2 separate regions of the Rattus norvegicus genome follow, and region 2 is linked to region 1. A link is a contact called in public Hi-C data. All regions are on one chromosome and are shown on one strand. The core of a region is the stretch at or near the end of the contact, and the rest is flanking DNA. Distances in the headings are between cores, read along the strand shown.

Region 1 (4,067 bases), core at 536-3,035:
ATGTAGCTTCTGGGTTAGGGATGTGAGCTTGTGACCATGTCCCTCTCAGCACTAGGGCCCATCAGGCCCCTACTTGTAGAGCCCTGTGCATGCTGCTTCAGTCTCTTTGAGTTCATACCTGCATCTGTCCTGTCTGGAAGGCACTGTTTTCTTGGTGTCTCTCATTTCTACTGCCTCTTACTGTCTTTTTCTTTCTTTCTCTTCTGCATAGTTTCCTGAAACCTGAAGTTTGATGAAGATGCCCCATTCAGGACTGAGCGTTCCATAGTCTTTCATTCTCTGCACATTGTTCACTCATGGGTCTCTGTTAAGCTCTCACCTGTAGGAGGGAGCTTCTCTGATGCTGGCTGAGTGAGACAGTGATCTATTTGTACAGCAGAATGTTAAGGATCATTTTACTGTTATTGTTCTTTTAGCAGAACATTCCCGTGTGTCCCTGGCCTGTCTAGTCTTAGGTTCTTGGCCAACTGAGAAGTGTCGGGTACTGGCTTTATTTCATGGAGTTCCTAAATCCAATAAGCTGGTGGTTGGTTACTCCCACAACCTTTGTGGCACTATTGTACCAGCAGATCATGCATCAAGATCATCATGTATATCAAAAGGTTTGTAACTGGGTTGGTGCTTACCTTTATTTCTAGTAGCATGCAGACTACCTTCCAGTACCATGAAACTAGTGAGTCTGCAGACCCCAACTTTTAAGTTTACATACTTTCTACTTGCCTTTTGCAAATTCGCAGATCAACCAGAACAGACTAGATTATGCTGTGGATGTTTGTCTCACTTTCTGTAGTTCCTGTAGAGAATTTCATCAGTCTATCTTTTTTTTTTTTTTATTCTTTTTTTTTGGAGCTGGGGACCGAACCCAGGGCCTTGCACTTCCTAGGCAAGTGCTTTACCACTGAGCTAAATCCCCAACCCCCATCAGTCTATCTTCTAAACCATCACAGAAAGCACATCCAACTCACCACCAGTCTTTACACACCATGTACAAGTCAAAAAGAATGAACAATATGGTTGAATCTTAGGAATAAAATGTTGAATTAGAAAGGTAAGATAGAGACTACCTGCCCCCCGTCTTTTTTAAGATGTAATTAATATAAGCAGTGTTACTCAGATGCACTGCTTCTATACAGGAATGTGGACGTGAAGGCAAAACTCAGGGCTGTTACTGCTCATGGAAGAGGGTTAGCACACAGCGAATAGATCTAAACTGCAGCTCATCTCTAACTTAAATGTTGATGTGCATTGCAGTTCATTGGGGGAACTCAGTAAAGCTTCTATCGTTGGTCTGAGATTCCAGTTTCTGCCTCAGCAGTAGTGAAAGGGCCTCAGAATATGTATGTCTAACTAAGTTCTTGCTGTCTCCTTCTGCTTTGGGGACCATCTTTTGAGAATCACCAACAGTACTTAAGTTAGGTGAGGGTTTATAGGTGTTTTATCTGATTTTATTATGTGCATATGTACACCGTTTAAATGGTGTAGGGAGGCCAGTTGTGGATGAGAAAATATGCTTCGAGCCAAGGATTAATAATACAATTTTGGGTTTCTAAATTCTCTCTCGCTAAAAATTAGGATTCCATACTAAAAGCGCAGTCTTGGAAGAACTTGAAGACCATTTGAGGAGAAAATTGTGACTGGTTTTGCACAATAAGGCTGAAAGTTAACGTTTCCTTATCTGCACGTCTGTGACTCGGCACTCCGATGCCTGGATGATTCTCAAATCAACCCTTAAGGCTCAGCAAAATGTTCAGACACGTTATTTCCTTTTCTCCCGTGCTTATCCTTCCCTAAAGTGCTCTAGGAAATTATTTTTCCTTTCTTTCAGATTTATTTAGATTCTGAGATAAACGCCGGATTTGTGCCTTGCTATATGACAGTTAATGGATTTGGGAAAATACCTCAATATAAAAATCTTGCCAACAAGTTCAGTCCAGAACCGATTAGTTCAGTTCAGATCCACAGCAGATCCCAACGAGTAAAACTGCACAACACTCGGGCTACGCTCTCCTTTCACCAACTGCCCTGACACGGAACCCATTAGCCGACTACTCAAAAACTCCCGCCGGCCAGCGGCCCTTGCGCGCTGCAGGAAGCCTGTGGAGGCAGGCGTGGGCGAGGCTACAGGAGTCACTGCTCGTCGTTCATTGGCTTCCGCGCCGGAAGCTGCGGTGCCGCCCAGCTGCGCACGCGCCCTCTCACGTGCTTGGGAACGCCGCCTTCAGTGCTGGGGCCGGCTGGCACCATGCTGCGGCAGTGCGCTCTGTGGGTGCTGACGCGCACCCCGGCCGGCCGCGGCTGTCGCCGCTACAGTTCGTGCTCGCCGAGCGCTAGTGGCGACGCTCGGGAAGCGCGGGCCTACTTCACCACACCCATCTTCTACGTGAACGCCGCGCCGCACATCGGGCACCTGTACTCCGCGCTGCTGGCCGACGCCCTGTGCCGCCACCGTCGTCTCCGAGTTCCCGGCTCTGGGTCCACGCGTTTTTCTACCGGTACGGACGAGCACGGCCTGAAGATCCAGCAGGCGGCAGCCACCGCGGGCCTGGCCCCGATCGAGCTGTGCGATCGAGTGTCTGCCCAGTTCCTGCAGCTTTTCCGGGAGGCTGGCATCTCCTCCACCGACTTTATCCGCACCACGGAGGCTCGGCACCGGGTAGCGGTGCAGCACTTCTGGGGTGTGCTGGAGGCCCGGGGTCTGCTTTACAAAGGGATCTATGAAGGGTGGTATTGCGCCTCGGATGAGTGTTTCCTGCCTGAGGCCAAGGTCACTCGGCAGGTGGGTCCGTCCGGGGATCCTTGTCCTGTCTCTCTCGAGAGCGGACACCCTGTCTCCTGGACCAAGGAAGAAAATTACATTTTCAAGCTTTCTCAGTTCCGAGAACCACTCCAGCGGTGGCTTCGAAACAACCCTCAGGCGATCACACCGGAACCGTTCCACCAGGTAGTTCTTCAGTGGCTGGAGGAGGAGCTGCCTGATTTGTCGGTTTCTCGGAGGAGTAGCCATCTGCACTGGGGCATTCCAGTTCCCGGGGACGACTCGCAGACTATCTACGTGTGGCTGGATGCCCTGGTCAACTACCTCACTGTAGTTGGCTACCCGGATGCAGATTTCAAGTCTTGGTGGCCAGCAACATCTCATATTATCGGTAAGGACATTCTCAAATTTCATGCTATTTATTGGCCTGCCCTTCTCCTAGGGGCAGGGTTGAGGCCACCACATCGCATCTGTGTCCACTCGCACTGGACGGTAAGTGGCCAAAAAATGTCCAAGAGCTTGGGCAACGTGGTGGATCCCAGGACTTGCCTTGATCGCTATACTGTGGATGGCTTCCGCTACTTTCTTCTTCGGCAGGGCGTTCCCAACTGGGACTGCGACTACTATGATGAGAAGGTGGTTAAATTGCTGGACTCTGAGCTGGCAGATGCCTTAGGAGGGCTTTTAAACCGGTGCACTGCCTACAGAATAAACCCTTCTGGGACCTACCCATCTTTCTGTGCTGCCTGTTTCCCCAGTGAGCCGGGGTTAATGGGGCCGTCAGTCCGTGTGCAAGCAGAAGACTACGCACTTGTAAATGCAGTGGCCACCTTACCCAAACTGGTAGCGGGCTATTATAACGACTTTCAGATCTATAAGGCTCTGGAGGCGGTATCCAGTTGTGTTCGGCAAACTAATGGCTTCGTCCAAAGGCACGCACCATGGAAATTGACCTGGGAGAGCCCTGCGGATGCTCCCTGGCTGGGTACCGTGCTTCACGTGGCCTTGGAGTGCTTGCGAGTGTTTGGAACTTTGCTTCAGCCTGTTACACCAAACTTAGCTGATAAGTTGCTGTCAAGACTGGGAGTCTCTACCACAGAGAGAAGCCTTGGAGAGCTCTACTTCCTACCTCGATTCTATGGACACCCATGCCCCTTTGAAGGGAGAAAATTGGGACCTGACACTGGGCTTTTGTTTCCGAGACTGGACCAATCCAGGACTCGGCTAGTGAAAGCCCATAGGACCTAGGAACTCAGCCCTTATGGCTGATGGTAAAAGATCAAATGTATTCTTTTTAAATTTTTCAGTAAAA
Region 2 (3,827 bases), core at 1,092-3,591, 490 kb after region 1:
GCCGTGTTTCCCAGCCAGGCTGGACTGGATCCCTCTGGAACTGTGAGCCAAGATAGCCATTTTCTTCCTTAAGTTCATTTTGTCAAAGTATTCAACCATGGCCAGAAAGCATCAACTTTCTTGTAATGAACAGGGTTTTCTCTACTGAGGCTCCCTCTTCCTGTATGAACCTATCCTGTGTCAGCTGAACAAAAAACTAACCAAACACAACATAAAATAGCGATGCTTGGGTTGTAGGCTTGAAGCTTGTGAGATGATTCTGTGGAAAGATGATTAAGTCATCATGTTGCAGGCTTTCAGAGATGCTGTAAAGGTTCTTTGTAGCTGAGGAGAATTCTCCCTGTGGAGGCCAACACACCATGGTGTAGTCTGTAAGCCCGCCAGGACAAACTAAAAACATGTGCTAAAATACCGAGACTCCTCTCAGTGTGCATTTTTAAGGTTGGTGTTCCCCATGTGCTCTGGATGGGAAGTTCTTCAGTTGCTTTACGGTGCACTCTAGTATAAAAAGATTGCCACCCAAGTCTTTCCTTAGTGTTCCTCAACCAACAGTCACATGCTGCCAGCAGCCAACATTATGAATCACCTAGAGCAAAAGTGGTTCATGGGTTTGCAAAAGGAATTATTTGTTCTAGCTAACCCGTATAAAGCACACAGTCCAGGTGTTTTTGTTACAAGCCGTAGCCTGATTGGACAGGTTTAGAACTATTCTTACTTACATCCCAGCTGCTATTCTACCTTACATCCCAGCCATATGTCCCTTGCTGTTTCTCCTGGCCATGTGCTCATGGACCATCTCCTGTTGTGGTGGCTTCCTCCTCTTGCCCTGGCCTCTCTTCTTTCTCCTCGGGTCTCAACCTGTGACTACCACCCAGGTAACTAAAACCCACTTAGCTCTGTCTGCTGCCAATCTGAGGCTTTATTTAGCCTTTTATTGACCAATTAACTTGGGCTGAGGGAGGCAAGTGGTGTACTTGGTGTACATGAGGAACTCCTCATCAAAGGGCAGCCAGATCTTGGGGACCAGTATTTAGCATTTGGATACATAGCAGCAACAGACCAACCACAACATGGGTTCTTTTGTCTGGGAGTTCCTAGTCAAACGTCCTTCAGTTTTAGAAGGTTGATTTGCTTTCCCTAGACATGTGCTAAACAGTGTATTTCTCACACACATTAAAATATATAGCACTTATGGATGGTTCTTAGTGCATCTCCAGAGCATGTGGAATCACAGGGAGGAGACTCAGAGAGGTAGAATACGTGTGGCTGGGGGGTGGGGGAGTTAGTTCATCAAGTGACCTTGGATGGAGACCGAGCCCCATTCTTGTTCTTTCTTTGCTTCTCTCTCTCTCCATGAGGTGAGAGCACTTTTCTTTCGGGCTTTCCCACTGCTCCTGTAGGTCTGAGAGCAACATGGCTGACTCTGGTCTGAAAACTCTGAAATTGTGAGAACAAATGCGTCTTTCCTTTGTGAAAGGTTGTTGATTCCAGGGGTCTCATAACAAAGACACAAACGGCATGTGCTATGTAAAAACATTCCAGTTGCTTTGAGCCAGTCATATGGGTCTGGTTTGCTCTCATTTTGTCCCCACCCTCACAACTCCTGATTAAATCAGACTTCATTGTTTTTCTTTTTTGTCTAAAGGCAAAATAAACAGATAAAGAAGGTTAACTGCTCTAGAATTACTTGAGGCTTATGGGGCAGGTTACTGAATTGGCATTTTTTTATTCCTCCAATCTGCTTAAAAGCTCATAATTTGAGTATATGTTGGAATAATTATACAGACACTTGAGAATTGTAGGTGCTTGCCTGCTGGTGAGAACTTGGCTGTTTGTGTGCTGTGTCCTCACTCTCTTATTACACATGTTGTGGGAAATTGGATCATGCTTGTTGTGGCCTTGATATCTTCAACCAGTATCTCATGGTGACTGCTAAAAATGACGTCAGCCTGTGAATTCTTATATATATGAAAAAAGTGTCTATTAGCAGTAACTGCAGTGAGTAGAACTGAAGACTCCTAATGATGGGCATTGTGTGTCCCGAGTCAGCTCATGCAGTTCTGGCGAGCTTAAATCAGAAAAGGAGAAAGCCAGTCACTTACTGCCCATTCTCCTTTATGTATAATACAATTTAGGCATTGTATAATTTACAATTTAGGAAGAACAGATTCCGTAGAAAAGAACTATTGATTACATAAACGTATGTGCTTCGTGTATGTGGGGTGTCTCTGGTTCTTTATGAAACACCTCACCCACTGACCCCACCCACTGTAAGCTCTGTGAGAATAGATGGCGGCTGCAGTGATGGAGGAATGGGACTGTCTGTCCTCCCAGCTACTGAAATCTGTTCCCAGGACAAACAGGAGGCCGTATAAATCATACCATCGCTACAAGCACCATCAGAGTGAAGATTTGCATTCCAGGTTCTGGAAAGCATACTCCCCTAGCATCAAAATCACCATTGCACCAACTGGACACAACCATTTCTGTAATCTCTACTTAGTAATCACCACCTTAAAAGTATTAGTTTCAACGCCCCAAGTATAATTTTGTTCTAGTAATGCTTCTCTGGTCAGAAAGAGAGATCAAAGAGGGGAACGATTGTTACTATCCTTGGTTTTTAAATGTCCTTACTGTTTAGACAGCTGTTCCTGGGAACACCACTTCTCTTAGATTCTTCCTCAAGGACACCCGGTAGCTGTTTGCAGAGGGATCCTTGAACTTTGCTGGCCTTGACAATTAGTCATATGAGAGTTCATGAATTTCACTGAAGTTAGACATTAGTACAGCTGAAATGATCTTGCTAGAAATGTCTGTGACAGTGCTCCCCTTCTGCCCATGAGGTTTGTGAGTTAATCCAGGAGCTGGACAGAGTTGCACGCCCTAATATGTGAGGTCTGCACCTCGTGAAGTCTTGTGGTGCCATTCACATGGGATCTGTATGAACGGTGCTTCTATACCTTTGCTCCGAAGCTGTCGGTCTATACACTTTCTCTCCAGCTTCTGTTTACCATAAAGTTTTGCATGCTTTTAACATTCATTCATGTCCATCCCAATTATTGTATAATATAGTGATTTTCCTTATATTACACTTATGAGGGGTCTTTCATGATTTCATAAGGGTTCATATGTAATGGTGAATCTCTGTGTGGATTGTTTGTTTGTTTGTTTGCTTGTTATTGTCCACTGAAGCACAGCAGAGAAGTTAAGATCCAGAAAATGTTAGGTGAGGGAACGGCAGTTGCTATTCAGCTGGATCTTAACCTTAGGCAAATTTGGCAAATAAACACAATGTAATTTCTAACTCCACAGGAGAAGTAGAATTTTTGCCAGAGCTCATATTTTTAGAACATTCAGTCCTCTTTTCAAGTCTAATAAAACATCCTGGTAAGTAAAAACTCAAGGGACAGATCTTGGTCTCCCGAAAAAACAAAGGCTCTGAACTTATTAAGGACATTAAAATAAAAGCACCTTCATTCATAATCCAAGCATACTGGGATGAGAGAAGTGTCTTGCTATTTGTCTTTCAAATGCAAGAGAAGCCTTCATGTGATTGCCCTGGAAAAGTCCACTGTCAGGAGGCCTTCTCTTGGCTCTGCACCTTCAGCCTGTCTTCACTTGCTTGGAGTTCCAGCTCAAAGAGCACCCCACCTCCACCACAATGAAGAGTCCAGTGAAGCTTCCACCCCACCTCCACCACAGTGAATAGTCCAGTGAAGCTTCCACCCCACCTCCACCACAGTGAAGAGTCCAGTGAAGCTTCCACCCCACCTCCACCACAAGTCCAATGAAGCTTCAGGATGATTTCCTCCTAGGACTCTTGCTCT

The links. Hi-C and Micro-C count contacts between places; a contact is called where the count stands out from the background.
Region 2: a contact with region 1 is called in a Hi-C map of frontal cortex, with 2.3 times the contacts expected there. The contact joins the enhancer-like site here to the promoter of Mars2 in region 1. A contact is called at or near these places in 3 of 12 Hi-C or Micro-C datasets (the A7r5 cell line, Schwann cells and frontal cortex).

The regions. Positions count from the first base shown.
Region 1 is chr9:64,213,150-64,217,216 of GRCr8, forward strand. Mars2 (methionyl-tRNA synthetase 2, mitochondrial) reads left to right here and starts at 1,786. Exons shown (of 3, transcript XM_039084841.2): 1 at 1,786-3,146. The coding sequence starts at 2,243.
Region 2 is chr9:64,704,185-64,708,011 of GRCr8, forward strand. All of the region lies in intron 5 of Plcl1 (phospholipase C-like 1), which reads left to right. Among named protein-coding and RNA genes, the nearest start is that of Plcl1, 310 kb to the left of the region's middle. Within about 2 kb of position 2,342, at least 3 of the 93 cell types and tissues checked have an H3K27ac peak or open chromatin away from gene starts, as enhancers often do.